2 separate regions of the Zea mays genome follow, and region 1 is linked to region 2. The links are chromatin contacts, called in public Hi-C maps. All regions are on one chromosome and are shown on one strand. The core of a region is the stretch at or near the end of the contact, and the rest is flanking DNA. Distances in the headings are between cores, read along the strand shown.

Region 1 (3,589 bases), core at 372-2,871, 350 kb before region 2:
AGAATGTAAAAATAAATTGATGACTAAGTGTAACCGTGAGTAACTATGACCTTGTAAACTTCATACGAGAAGAGTTGCACTGCACTGTAAGGAATTATGCGAATGACCTGGACAAGTTAATGGGAGATGGATAGGAATCAGCACAGCACAGCAAGATAAACCATGGATGATAGGGAACATCAAGCACCTGTGGAAGGTTTCCTTTCCAGTAACCCTTAAGCCCATCCTTCTTTCCAATGTCTGCCATAGCCTGCATAATTGCAGATACATTATATTACAATATATTATCTAAAGTCGTAACCATTTAACTCCAGATAGCGCCTATCATATGTTTTTTTTAAAGAAAGCATTATAATTCACAATTCAAGCCCATCTAAACGATTAGGATTACTGGTTCAGTCGGATGGTTAGTACCCATGTTATAATTGCACAATAACTACCTGAGCATATTTGTGGATCCCTATTTTCAATAGGCATGTCAGAAAGCAACATGACATAGACTCGGAAAAGAGACCCCATCCAAGGACATATGCAACACGCCCATTAATTCATTAGTGATTTGTATATTAAGCTTTCTTATCTGTGCTGATATTATATTAAGCATAGGATTTCTTTTCCTAATGCAGTCATTTGTCAATTGACCAGTATAAATCGTATCCCTAGCATTGATGCAAGAAAGTTATCGGGAACCTCGTATCCTGTTAAAGTCTTAAGATAAGTTCTATAAAGGAATTCACTCTATAAACTCTGGTGTATTTCAGAATATTTCTCTGGTGTACTTCAGAATATTCCACCGATGTGAATTTTCCACAAAGAACGTAGCGCAGGAGATGAGAAATTTCCACAGAAAATGTAAGTTCAGAAGGTAATGTCTGAATGCACAGCATCAGGGTGAAACTAAATCCAGCAAAGAAAAGCGCCTCATATTGGTTACCTCGAGAAATCCAACACCCTTCTTGGCACTCTCTCCCGCCACCCGCACGCTATGCGTCTAGATAGATGAAAAAAGAACAAAACTAAATCGCGTCAGCCGCAAAGCAATAGTATGAAGACCGAATTAGATCCGCACGGTGGGTGGCGTGCCTGCATGAGGATCTTGACGCGGTCGAGGGGCGCGGTGACGGTCTTGGCTACAGTGCCCGCGGCGGCCCCCGCGGCAAAGATCGCGGCGCTGTTGGGTACTAGCGCCAGCAGCGCGAGCGGATGGCTCACCAGCTGCGCCGCGGGGGGCAGCCTGCGCTCCGTCGACTTCGTCTTCTTCCTCTCCTCCCCGGCCACCGCCTCCTTCACCTCATCGGATCGTACGACAACCGCCTCCTCAACCGCCTTGGCGACGGCCGCGGCGGAGTCCCCGCCGTCGCGGACGGAGAGCGAGGCGAAGGCGAGGAGCCGAGGCCCCGCGCGGAGGAGCGGCGGCGCACCGGCGTGGTTCTTCCGCGGGGGCCGCCACGAGTCGCAGGTCTCGACCCGGTGGCGGCTCATCGGGGGCGGCGGGGTGTCCTTCCGGGATCTGCGAGCCCCGCGGGAATCGGGAGGCGATTGAAGAAAGGGGTGACAGCACGAGAAGAATTGAGCAGGCGGGGGAAGGAAAGCAAAAGAGGGGATAGGGATAGGATAGCTCGGTAGGGATTATAGTCGTGCTTAACGCATAATCAAACCCGCATGTGATACCGTTCTGGAGCGGGCGTGTGTCGTGGACACGCAGGCGAACTTTTTCTCCCGTCCGGTCTCTGGTCTCTGCATCGGGAATTTTTGTCCAAAGCAATCCGGCTTCATTCCGAAATACTGTATAATATTTGAGAGCAAATATAACTTAATTATATTAAATGGATATAAATGGGGTAAATAAGATTTAAAATAACAAGAGATATCTAACTTGGAGTTTAGTTTACTAATAGGACTATTAGTCTATGAGTCCGTTCGGCTCGACTCTATCTTTTTGTCTGGGAAAAGTTAAAACACAATCAAACATCTTTTTAAACGGTTTAAAACATCTAAAGATAGAGCTATTCTCTACTAACTATTAAGGCTTTCGTGTAGACTGCCCTCGCCTCCTCTCTGCGCACGGCAATCCATCATCAGCAACGGCAGCCGCATACCCCGCGCGCACGTCCCGAGCAATCCGCCGTCGCAACCGTGCCCGCCTCCCTGCGCGCATGCCCCGTGCAACCCCGCAATCCCAAACCCTCCACTCCTCCTCCCCTGCGTCCCCCACTGTCACCGGGCCATGGCGGCCTCCTCCTCCCGCGGCGGCGCCGCTGCCTCCGCTGATGACGACGACGAGCCCTACCTCCTGGGCTTCATCATCTCCAAGATCGTTGGTATGCTCTACTACCGCGGCAAGGTCGCCGGCCGCGAGCCGCTCAACCAGTACGACAACAACGCCATCGTCGTCTTTAACGCCCGCAACGACCAGGTTGGCCACCTCCCAGGCGTCCTCGCGGCAGTGCTCGCCCCACTCCTCGACTCCCACCTCCTCGTCGTGGCGCAGGGCATCATGCCCCGGTCGGGCTCGAAGATCAACCCCAACGCTTACAGCCTCCCCTGCCAGGTCCACCTATTCGCGCGCCCCGCCGCCGCCTCCGTCGTCGAGGCCGCGCTCCACGAGGCTGGCATCGACCTCATCCACGTCGACCACCCCGAGTTCACCCTCTCCCAAGCGGGCGTGGTCATGGAGCAGTTCAAGAAACCGGACCGCGACCACGATGTCGATAAGCTCTTCTCGCTTGTGGGGAAAGAAGGGAAGAATCAGACTCAGCGCATGGACCCGCCCGGGGATGTCGTGCTATCCGAGCTCTTCGGACACCAGAAGGAGGCGCTAGGGTGGATGGTGCACCGGGAGGAGTCTGCCGACCTGCCGCCCTTCTGGCAAGAAGGTGAAGATGGGGGATTCGAGAACGTGCTTACCAATCAAAAGACGGAGAAACGACCACCGCCGTTAAAAGGGCGGGATCTTTGCTGATGATATGGGGCTAGGGAAGACGCTTACACTTCTGTCATTGATTGGAAGGACTAAAGCTCGCAATGTGGGTGCAAAGAAGGCTAGAGGGGGCAAGCTTCTGGTCTGCCCACCCACTCTGGCAAGAAGCTTGTGGTCTGCCCACCCTCGGTGTTCTCATCTTGGGTGTTCTCATCAAATAAATGTAGGATGCTTCTGTACCTTCAAGGTTCGTCCTTCTGAACTCTGATGTTCTTATGATTAAAGTTTTCATTCCAAATGTTTATTTGGTCAGGTTGCCGCTAATTTATCAGCTCCAGTGTCGTCAATCTCATTAGGCATACCTGCTCGGTCTCAACATGAGGCTAATTCATTTGTGATTATATGCAGTAATATTGTGATTTTTGGACTTTCACCATTAAAGGCACTCATTCCTGTGTTTCCAAATGTCCCAAGCCACCACGGTAATGGGTGTATTGAGCCCTTCTTCATACAATTGTTCTTGACATTAACGTTGTTTCCAATACACCTTCCAATGCTCTGTACATTGTGAGAAAGAAAATTAAAAACGTAGTGTTAAAAAGTTGGTATGATGTTATGTGAAGCAAGCAGTATTCTAGGTGCGCCAAGAGGGTGAACGCGCCAATGGCA
Region 2 (3,240 bases), core at 713-3,212:
AACTCTAATCCCTGACATAGCAATTGGCCATTTCAGAAACTAAACCTGAAATGATAACTAAATTTCTACTGGGAGCATGCTAATTGTCATAAGTATCTGATTAACCAGGGAAAAAAATATCTAACATGGCTGCAGCTTTTTTCAGCTGCAGCTGTAGACTGGCTACAAGAAATAGGCTACTGTCTACTGTAGCTAATATTAGAAGCAGTCACATCTGCGCCCAAATAAGCTGCAGCAGGCACACTAAATGCAAAAGATTATAAAATTACTTTTATACAGCAACAATAATCACTTATGGACATGCAAAACTAATTTTCATATCAGAACAAGTAAAATCGCAAGGTTTCTTTTAACGCAAAACAGAAATCAGAAAAAAATGTAGTTTCCTGCAGTTAGATGCATCTACCTGCCAAATCTTACCTAATGACCCATGTAATGTCTTCCAGGGCCTCCTGAAGAAGCACCCCCATACCCACCAGAACCACCGTAGCCACCCATATAACCACCTTGCATCCCCTGCACGCTGCTACCACCCAATGCACCAGTTGGCCCCTGCGGAGGCAACCCCGATCCATTAGCACCGACCCCCAGAATGCTATTAAAACTCAGCCCACCCCCCTGCTGGGTGGCAAGCAAAGCTGTCAAGGCCTGCCCCAGAGCAGGATCCACACCTGGGGCAGCAGAAATACCACCAGGCAATGAAGCCAATCCAGGTGCCAGAGGTGACATTGGCTGGACAATACCAACAGTTCCGGGCAGAGAATGACTAGTAGCTCCATAACCAGCAAACCCCTTGCCCCCACTTGAAGCTCCAGCACCGAAAAAACCTCCAGCTCCTCCTAATTTGTTCGGCTTTGGTCCATCAATCGCCTTCTGGCAGTGCAGCATCACTCCCTCAAAATGCTTATGTGGCTCCTCAAGAGCCTTCTTGGCACTTTCAATGGTCTTGTAGACAAAAAGAGCAAATCCCTTGGGTTTCCCAGTGACCTTGTCAAGACCAAGCGGGCCTTCCTCGATCTCACCAAACCTCGCAAAGAACTGAAGCAATTTCTGCGGATCGATATCTGCACCAACATTGCTGACAAATATCTTTCGTTGTGTATACTCTGACACTGGTGGCAACTGCAATTGAACCGGGGCTGGTGCAGCGCTGTTGGGCGCACCACCAGGGACAGGGCCAACAGAGGCGAGCTGGCAGGCGGTGCTGCGGTTACCAATCTTCTTCTGGGGCTCGCGTAGTGCAGCTCGGGCGCCGGAGCGGTGACGGAAGAGGATGAACCCGTACCCCTTGCACTTGCCCGTGTTGCGGTCGGTGACGACCTTGAGATCCTCTATCTCGCCGTATGGGCCGAAGGCCTCGGTGAGGGTGTCGGTTGTGGTGTCCCAGCCGAGGCCGTGTACGAAGATCTTCCGCTGAGCCGGGTCGGCGTCGGCCACGCGCCGGATGGTGGTTAGCACGTCGCCGTGAGCGATGGCAGCGTCGCGTAACAGCTCGACGAGCTGGTCCTTGGGGAACGAATCCAGCAGCGCCTGGATCGAAGCCTGGTCGCTCTCGCCTTCTTCTTCCTCTTCCACTTCCACTTCCTCCTCGACCTCCACCTCCTCGATTTCCTCTACATCCTCGCCGCCTGCCCCCTGCGGCAGCTTCTCCATCGTAGCCTCGACGGGGGCGAGGACCTCGGATAGACCAGCGGCCTTAGCGGTGGCAGACCTGGTGGTCGGGGAGGCCTTAACCGGCGTGAACCCTGCCGCCGATTTGGGCTCGAGCTTCCGCTTCTTGCCCATAGCAACGGCGATACGGCGTGGGAAGACGGGAATTGCGTCGTGCTAGGGTTTCGATGGAGAGGAGATTGGGGAACGAGGGGAAGACTTTTGCCGTTTCATATAGCTGAAGTAGGCAAGTAGCTAACGCGGCGTCGGACGGGCTGTCTGTGCATCATGTGACCTGGACCTGAATAATGTAAGAAAGGCCCACCAACAGAATTGGCGGTTGGTTTTTCTTCCTCTTCCAAGGCTTTCTCCAACAGTGAAAGCAAATGAAAAAAAAGTTAATTAGTTATGTGTTATTATATACTTTTTCTGGTTTTGATATCTGCCATTGAAATTTTTTAGCAACCATTAAATTTTTTATATTTGGAATACGTCATTTTATACTGATCTTACCTTCTCCAACAGGCTGCCGAGCCTGCCCATCACCCATCAGAGCACTTGCTGTCATCCCAACTATCTCTCCGTGTACACCCCAGTCATTAGTCATTACAGACCTTGCTCCTAAAAATTATTCAATAGGAACACTGAATACTGCAAGATTATGAAGTAATAGTGGATCGTTTATCTGTAAAAAAAATCACTCACAACTGCAAAAAAGCAGCCATTCACAACTGCAAAAAAAAAAACAATTACCGACAACCACAAGGCCACAACCCTCCAATCGTATATTCGTATGGCTGCCGTGACGGGGTCTGTCGTGTCTCGTAGGAGTGACGGGGTCTGTCGTGTCTCGACCCGACCTCCCTCCCTCCCTCCTTCCGTTCCGATCTAAACCCGCCGAAACCCTAATCCTCATGCCCGCCGCCATGGGCACCCCCATCCTGACCCTCCCCGCACCGGATGGCAACGGCACCGGTGGCGGCGACGCCAACCAGCAGCTGCTGCAGGCGCCGCCAAAGCCTCCCCCTCCCGGCGCGAAGACGGACCCCCCGGCGACGGTGGCCACCCACACGCGCACCATCGGCATCATCCACCCTCCGCCCGACATCCGCGTCATTATCGAGAAGACGGCTACCTTCGTCGCCAAGAACGGACCCGAGTTCGAGCGCCGCATCATCTCCCTCAACCAGGGCAACGCCAAATTCAACTTCCTCCAGCCCTCGGATCCCTACCACGCCTACTACCAGCACCGCGTTTCCGAGATAGCCGCTACGCCGCCCAGCGCGGACGGCCTCTCGGGCGCGGAGACTGACACGGCTCCCGCCGAAGCGCCAGCGTCGACCCCGGCCGACGGCGCCGCCGCCGTACCCGCAGATGGCGCCGCTGTGGACACAAAGGCCGACCACTCCGCGCCCTTCCGCGTGGTGCCGCCGCCCAAGGTGCTGGTGCCACCCAAGGCGGAGCTGTACACGGTGCGGCTGCCCGAGGGTATCACAGGGGAGGAGCTAGACATCATCAAGCTGACCGCCCAATTTGTGGCGCGGAACGGGAAGAACTTCCTGACGAGCCTGGCACAGCGCGAGAGCAACA

What was found. Hi-C and Micro-C count contacts between places; a contact is called where the count stands out from the background.
Region 1: a contact with region 2 is called in a Hi-C map of ear, with 3 times the contacts expected there. The contact joins the promoter of LOC100283930 here to the promoter of LOC100283567 in region 2. A contact is called at or near these places in 2 of 25 Hi-C or Micro-C datasets (ear and endosperm).

Annotation. Positions count from the first base shown.
Region 1 is chr3:39,847,042-39,850,630 of Zm-B73-REFERENCE-NAM-5.0, reverse strand. LOC100283930 reads right to left here and starts at 1,621. Exons shown (of 10, transcript NM_001156828.2): 1 at 1,084-1,621; 2 at 935-991; 3 at 188-250; 4 at 51-107. The coding sequence starts at 1,482.
Region 2 is chr3:39,500,249-39,503,488 of Zm-B73-REFERENCE-NAM-5.0, reverse strand. It overlaps LOC100283567, which reads right to left and starts at 1,962. Exons shown (of 2, transcript NM_001371947.1): 1 at 421-1,962. The coding sequence starts at 1,785. The coding sequence ends at 421. It overlaps LOC100383468 (putative splicing factor 3A subunit 1), which reads left to right and starts at 2,489. Exons shown (of 2, transcript NM_001176116.1): 1 at 2,489-3,240. The coding sequence starts at 2,565.